3 separate regions of the Gossypium hirsutum genome follow, and all the other regions are linked to region 1. Evidence: chromatin contacts called from public Hi-C data. All regions are on one chromosome and are shown on one strand. The core of a region is the stretch at or near the end of the contact, and the rest is flanking DNA. Distances in the headings are between cores, read along the strand shown.

What was found. Hi-C and Micro-C count contacts between places; a contact is called where the count stands out from the background.
Region 2: a Hi-C map of leaf shows a contact between it and region 1, with 2.2 times the contacts expected there. The contact joins the promoter of LOC107899284 here to the promoter of LOC107899292 in region 1. A contact is called at or near these places in 9 of 34 Hi-C or Micro-C datasets (callus, hypocotyl, leaf and 1 more).
Region 3: a contact with region 1 is called in a Hi-C map of leaf, with 2.5 times the contacts expected there. The contact joins the promoter of LOC107899291 here to the promoter of LOC107899292 in region 1. A contact is called at or near these places in 12 of 34 Hi-C or Micro-C datasets (anther, callus, hypocotyl and 3 more).

The regions. Positions count from the first base shown.
Region 1 is chrD04:44,264,833-44,267,497 of Gossypium_hirsutum_v2.1, reverse strand. LOC107899292 (pentatricopeptide repeat-containing protein At3g53700, chloroplastic) reads right to left here and starts at 1,351. Exons shown (of 1, transcript XM_016824960.2): 1 at 1-1,351. The coding sequence starts at 1,174.
Region 2 is chrD04:44,049,413-44,052,077 of Gossypium_hirsutum_v2.1, reverse strand. LOC107899284 (ras-related protein RABE1a) reads left to right here and starts at 1,303. Exons shown (of 9, transcript XM_041091217.1): 1 at 1,303-1,678; 2 at 1,803-1,906. The coding sequence starts at 1,834.
Region 3 is chrD04:44,127,237-44,129,901 of Gossypium_hirsutum_v2.1, reverse strand. LOC107899291 (organelle RRM domain-containing protein 2, mitochondrial) reads left to right here and starts at 1,324. Exons shown (of 2, transcript XR_005912050.1): 1 at 1,324-1,646.

The sequences.
Region 1 (2,665 bases), core at 102-2,601:
TAAGTACACGTGCAAGCTCAGTGGCCTCTTCAATTTGGTTCTCCTTACAAAGGGTGCTAATCAAAGTATTATAAGTAACAGTGTTAGGTGAACAATCCCTCGAAACCATTTGGTCTAAAACCTCCACTGCCTCCTCAATCTCACCAATTTTACACAATCCCGAAATTAAAGAGTTGTATGTGAATACATCTGGATCAAACCCTTCTCGAAGCATCACATCCATGATTTCCAAAGCATGTTCAACAAAACCTGCCTTACACAAACCATTCACCAACGTATTGAAGGTGAACTGATCTGGGTAAAACCCGTCATTCTCCGACATCTCTTGTATAAAATCCAAGGCTTCCTCAACCCTACCTTCCTTACAAAACCCGTGTACTAAAACATTCACGGTCACATTAGTAATCGGACAACCAGCCTCCACCATTTGTCCCCTAAACCTCAAAGCGCCATCCATATTACCTTCATCAATAAACCCTTGAATTATGGTGGTAAACGTTTTCTCATCAGGGGCTAAACCATAACTAGGCATTTCTTCCATCATCAAAATGGCCGGCCTAATTTGATGCGCACTACACAAAGCCTTAATCAATATGTTGAAAGTAGAAACATCAGGCTTAATCCCTCTACTAACCATCCCATCATGAGCAATTTCTACCAACTTTAACTTGTTCCCATCCACCAGAACATTCAACAAGAAATTATAAAAATGGGTGTCGGCTTTTAACCCGAACTCACCTTCCATCAGCTCAACAACATGGAGAATTTCATCGTACAAACCGAACTCGGCATAACTTTCGATAAGAATTAAGAAAGTACCTGTACGAAGCTCACAACCGGAGTGCTTCACTTGTTGTAAAATAAGCTTTATGGAATCGAAGGAGCCGAGTTTTCCAAGCTTGGTGAGGAGTTCCTCGTAGATGGATAAGTTGGGGGTGAAATTGGGTTGCTTAGAGGCCCAATCGAATAAGCGAAGAGCAGAGGACTCGTCGTTTTGGCGGCGGAGGGTGTGGAGGAGTTGAGTTGGAGTGAAGTCGTGGGAGAGAGGGAATTGGGTTTGGTTTGGTTGAGTAGATGAGAAGGAGATGGAGGAGAAAGGTGAAGTGGGTTTTTGGAAGAAAGGGAAAGGAGAGTAAGACCAAGGGTAGCATTTGAAACATGTAGAGGAAGACATGTGTGTTTTCTTTTTCCCCTTGAATTATATATGTTTTGTGCTAAGGAAGAGAGAGATTCAGCTTAGCATTCAGCAAAGCAACGAGCGACTAAGTGTGGGAAAGATTAGAGATATTTAGGGTCATTCCATGCTTCAGGTGCGTCGGTCTGACAAAGTAATCCTTTAAAACCGGAAAGACGGACAGACAGAGAGAGGAAACAAGAGCGACGTCGTTTTATCGGAGTTTAGCATTTTAGTGTCTGGCCCAACAATAAAAAGAAAACCCATTTCAGTCTCTCAGCATTAATCCGCCAATGGCAAGTTTTGGCCCATCTTGTGGGGAAGATAAAAGAAAGAAGGCAGAGTTGATTATCGTTATTTCACTCAACTCTTAGTTTTATTTGAAAACCCAGCTTAATAAAAAAAAAAAAAGAGTATGATTGCCTAATTCTTATTTAGAAGTTTAAATTTGGATATGTTGCTTGCAGTTTCACCTGAATTCTATTTCTACAAAAAGTGCAGTAATAATTATATTATAATGTAATTATAAAGAATTGTAATTCTCTAAATAAATTTGGCTAACAGAGTATAGTTACATCATAATTTTTTATATCACGTTTGGTTGTACAATTTGTAATATACAATTAAATATATTAAAAATAATATTAATTATTATAAAAACTATTAATAGAATAGTTTTTTTCATTAAATGAGTAACAAAAAATAAAATTAAATAATCATATGTATTATATTAGTCTAATAAAATAGTCGATAATACACTTACTAATAAAAATAATAAAAAAATAAACATGTAAATATATATATTGTAACACTTTTTATAACACTTTTATAACATGTTTTACAATATACTTTTTTTGTCATAACTTTAGAAATGTTTTAGGATTTAAATAATATATTTTTTATTATAATTTTATAAAATGAACATGAATTATTTTTATCATATAAACTTTTAATGTTTATAATACAATTTTAGAAATTTTTTGTCATAACCATCCTAAACACTTATACATGTTCATACTTATAATATAATTTTTATAACTTAAACTTGTATAAAAAATAATTTCTTAAAGTTAAATCATGTATAAGTGTTTAGAAAGTCATAGGATAATTGAATTTGGATATAATTATCTAGGTAATTAATCTCATTCTCATTCTCTCCCTAAGAATTGAAAAGTGTAATTGGAGCTCCAATTACACCCAATTCAATGGGATCCACTAATTACAATGGTTACCCAAACATATCGTTCATGTGTAATTACAAATAATTACACCCAAATTCAATTACTAGATAATTTTCTAAATACTACCTAAAATTTGGTGAATTAGATTAGAATTAAACTTAGTTTTTAGTTGTTGGTAGGAATGATAATGGTTGAATTTAGTTGAAATAATTTTTTTTGAATAAACAGACTGGATTTTATAGAAATACTAAAACAATCCTAGAACAAAAGAGAAAGTCCAACAAATGTCGGTTAAATCCAAAACAGAAAC
Region 2 (2,665 bases), core at 54-2,553, 220 kb after region 1:
GGTTCGAATCGGATATTAACCGAAATAAATATATATAATATATATTTTTATATTAGCAATGTATTTATTGAACTATTATCTTTTATATTAATCAAAATAAATAATATATATTGTATATAATATATTTTTTGAACAATTAAAAAAAATAAAATAGATATTAGTAATAAATTTTTTTATATGTTTTATATATTTTTAATCAAAAGACAAAAACATATAAATTTCGATTAACCGACCGAATTAGTCAAAATATTTTTAAAATTTCTTTTCGATTTGATTAACAAATAAAATTGTTTTACATTTTAAATAATTTGAGTCATAGTATTCAACCCCTACCGGTGGATTGGATTTTCTACATATAATACTTCCTCATGCCTATACTGACTTCATATTCCTGTCCATTATATTTATTTACCATACCCACCACTAACCATATATTCTTCACTATCCTCGGTTCAGTTATACTATTTCTGGTAGCCTGCCACCAACATTATTATTATACTTTTTATTTATCACTTCGCATCTTATTTTTATTACAAACTTCCAACCATGTGTAATCAAGTGTGGGAACTAAAAATTCTTTTAGGAGTCCAAATTAAATTGTACAAATATAATTTTATTATTTTAATAATTTATATATTTATAATTTTTAAAATATTAAATTAATTTTTTAATATTTTTAAAGAGTTTAAAGTACAATTTTATTATTATTAATTTAAAATTTTATATATTATAAATTATATCTTTATAATTTTTAGAAGATTAAATTAATTTTTTTATATTTTTGAAGAGTGCTATTATTAATTTAAAATTTTATAAATTATAAGAAAATCTAAATGGAAATTTTTTTTTATACTGGCCTGCCACTGTGTGTAATAAATATCCTTTAAGCACCAGCAGATAAAATTACGTATAAAAGATATGCACATAAAATTACGCATCTAAGTGGATGAGTAGGGTTAATATAAGAGCAAGTTAATTAGCAGTTTTTATGTATTTGGCTTCTGTTGGTGACTTCCTATAAAGCAGGCAAATAAAATATTATGCTCAACCTTTTAAAATTATAAATGGAACATTAGGCTATTGTTTATATTCCAATCGAAATCTAGATTAGTTTTATTTAATATATTTAAAAAAAATAATTATACATACAATCACAAATAAAATAATTACATTTGATTAACTAAAATTAAAATATATAATTAGAAATATCTCTCCATACATAAACCCTAAAATATGGGTTGAATTTATAATGGTAATAATGATTCTTAAAGAGAAAAATCATTGCCCTAAATAAAATGTAGGTACATTAATTAGAGTCCTGCATCATCCTCGGTGTTAGATGCCAAAATCCAGCGCATCTATCTCCGACTAATCGGTGCCGTTTAACTACCAGCTTTAAGAAAGCCTAGTCGTTATCTTCGATCACCTATTTTCTGTCCGTTGACGAATTAAAAAATAAAAAACCGTCCGTTGGATCCACCCATATCTCATCACCCAATATTAATCCAACGGTTAGGAGTCGAATCCAAAACTTATTTCTTGAATATACTTTCTTTTCAATTTTCTTTTCCTTTTTCTCTCTTTCTCTAAAAGAAAGGTTTTCTTCAATGGCCGACCGGTGCTGACGTACCAGAGGCGCTTCCCTCCTCATTCCTCTCATCTCCTTTCACCAGATCCGGTACTGCTTTCCGTTCAATTCACCGAATCAATTTTAAAACATTCATTTCTATTTATTTTTTACCTTTTTTTTCGTTGATTATTAACGTCTCAGCTTTTCCTTTCTTTTCTTTTCTTTTTTGTAGGGTTTGTTTTCGATAAATTTCTTCTATTTCCATGGCTGCTCCACCTGCAAGAGCTCGAGCTGATTACGACTACCTCATCAAGCTCCTTTTAATCGGCGACAGCGGTAACTATTTATTTATTCATTTTCTCTCTTGATAGTTATACGTATGTATTTGCTCTGAAATTGGATCTACTCATTAAATCTACATTTTTGTGACAATTGTTTGTGTTATTTTTAAGTATTTATTCATTTTTATTTCCTAAATATGGAAAACCAAAATGTGAGATTGTCATTTGCATTTCAAGATCTTTGCTTAGATTAAACTTGATTTTAATTTTACAGATGATTTTGATACGATATTTTTTCCGTTAAGCGATGTTGATTCGAAAAGAAAAAGTCTCTTATAGTGCCTTATATGGTGAATATATGCTAATGGTATTTTTGGTATTGTCTTTTAGCTTATATTTGATAATGTATTCTGTCTTGATATAGCTTATCGCCATGGGAATATTCTCTCTATCGGTGCTACTGATTTTGAGTATCATTGCGTCGTAGCATGTTCATTTGCAGCAGGAAACTGTTTTTTAATGGTCAGAGCATTTCATCAGTCCAAATACTTTGGCAAATTTTGAGAGTTAGTTATTGTAAGTTAGAAATTAAATCCTCTAAACTTCTTAAATTTGAAAATTTGAGCCAAATTGTTGACAACTTTAGTATTTTCTGTAAACATTTGCATACTATGAGGTATACTTAATAATAATTTGCTTCTGAAGTTGTTGCATGGGTCTATAGATGATGTCAAATTTTGACAGAAAATACTAATGTAGTCAGCAATTGGATTAGGATTTTTAAATCGAAAAAGTAAGATGATTTGACTTTTAA
Region 3 (2,665 bases), core at 75-2,574, 140 kb after region 1:
ACATAATATCATTGCACTTGTACGTAAACAATTTGATTGGATCATTAAATGTACAAATTATGATTGTATGATTAATAGTATAACTCATTTATGTTACATTTATACATAGTTGGATTCAACTAAAAAACAGTTACATTATTAATTATACAATCCATTCGGTTAAGTTGGTTGCATGATTAAGATTAATATAATTCATTCATTATATTTATGCAAAGTTGAATTTAATTGAATTAATAATTATATAATTTATTGGATTACGCTCATAATTAAATACACGTGATTTCATTTCGTTTAAGTAAAAACTTAATTTAATGAATTATCAAATTAATCGTACGCTTATAAGCTTATACAATTAATTGTATATTTCATTTGTTCACGTTTCTATCTAGCCGATTGAAATTGAATGTTCAATTTAGGGCTGAGTAAAAAAATAATTTTAAATCGAGAAATCAAGTTCAACCAGTAATTTAGTTTGGTTCGAATTTTTATAGTTCAGTTTGGTTTTAGTTAAATGATGTTATCGGATCGCATCAATTTAGTTTGGTTTCGGTTTATTTCATTAGACACCGAAAAGTTTAAAAATAAAAATGATTTAAAATTTTCAAAAAAAGGTTCAATATTTTTTTTACATATAAGTCTAATATATAAACTCATTTAAAACTCAAAACAAAACTTATTATTTCTAAATTCTTTATCATTTTATATATTTTATAATTGAATAAAAAATAACTTAAATCCAATTTCAGTGTCAATCTCTCACGAATTCATTATTTATTTATTATTTTTGTGAAAACTTTCAAGAATTTAAGTGTTCATCCTTTTTTACTTATTATGTATTGTATTCTTTTTTCTATTATTATTGTTGTTTAAACTTTAAAACATTTTATTATATTCTTAAATTAATTTAAAGTTTAATTATATTTTTAATAAATATTTATAATTATAGATTTTACAAATTATTTTTTAGATAAATATGTTAATTGAGAGTTTATGTGTAATTGAAAAAAAAATAAAATTGTCAAATAAGGCCTAAAAAGATGAAAGAAAGATAATTTTATCTAATTAAAGTTAAAAGATAATTTTATTTTGAAATTTCCAATTGTTTTGTTATTTATAAAGAATTTATTTTAATATTAAAATATATAATCATTCATTTTAAGCAAAACAAAAAAGTGAAAATTTGTCATTGCAATAATATTTATCCTAATTTATAAAGTATAAATTAGTTATAAAGTATTTATGTTATTTAGTCATTGGAAGAATGTTTATCCTTAAAGAATTTTATTATATATAATTGTTTTATTTCCTCTATATTATAAAAATGTTAGAAATAAAATTAGTTTATTATTACTCCAAACTTGGAAAACCGTCACGTCTTTGCGGGGGGTTTACCCTTCTTTCAACATTTTAAACTCCTCCTATATAAACCCTTAAACCCTAACCTAACTTAGTTTGGCTCCTTTTTTTTCAACGGCCGTCGGCTCTATCGTCTCCGTTCCGATGGCTTTGGCTTCCAGGCTCCGCCGCGTCTTCACCGTGCCTTCCACTCTTTCTTCTCGGTTCGCTGCGATTCGTCTGAATTCGACTCTCACTTCCCCCAAGCTCTTCATTAGCGGTACTTTCTCATTTCCTTTGTTTATTTATTGGTGAGTCCTTGGTTGACACTTTCATTTCCTTATTGTTTATTTCAAATTTAAAAAATTGAGATTTTGATTGGGTTAATGAAGAAGTAAAAGAAAATTGCATGAAAAATGGAAAGCCTCTTGTAAAATTAGGGGAAAAGTAATTTAGTAATCCAAAATAAATGCCTTAATAAGATGCAAAGAGAATGCTGAGGAGCGAAAATTAGAGAATGTATCCCCTTTTCTATTGAATTAAACATAAAGCATGCATCTGTTGGGGCTAATCAAGGTTTACAGGCATAACCCTATTATTATTACAAACTACCATTTCTAATAGAGGATGAGCTAAAAGTTTGGGTTTTTTGTTTCTTTACTTATTTAGTCTTTCCACTAATAATTTAGCACGTGCCTTGCCATTTGTATGAATGATTGCAGTTACTTTAATGGTAGATGAATAAGGGATTGAAATAGAAGTATCTATAGTGTTGTGGCATTATGAGACTGTGCCTTTGGACCTTCCCAGTCAAGGTTCCAAATTTCGGAATCATCTTTTGCGGTTTTAGCAACCCTGAGGAGTCCTTGAAATGCAATTGTTGGTTAAGGGCCTTTAGTCGACATTAGAATCTAGCATACACTGAAATAACATTCAGGATTACTTTTTGTTTATGTTTTATTGTTGCTTTTATGGTAGCGTTGGAAAGGGAAATTTTCATGTATATAATGTTCATCTGAGTCAGAAATGTGGGTGAGATGAAGAACGAGCAGCATTCGTGGCAGGAAAGCTCTGACATTGGGTTTGTCTCTGATATTATGTGGGTCAGATGTGTATTCTCACGCAAGTTATTGAAAGTGAGATTTTGTAAATGCGTATGAACAGAAAGTAAAGCTCCTTTTGTCCTTTCATTTTCACCTTTCCATTTAACCCAGGATCTTGTCTTTGAACCCTGTATAAATAACTAGAGCTGGCATTTACTTTAACAAACAAGAAATAAGGGAAAGGGTATACTAGGTGCCCACTAGAGTTCCCTCATGTGCTTCAGTTT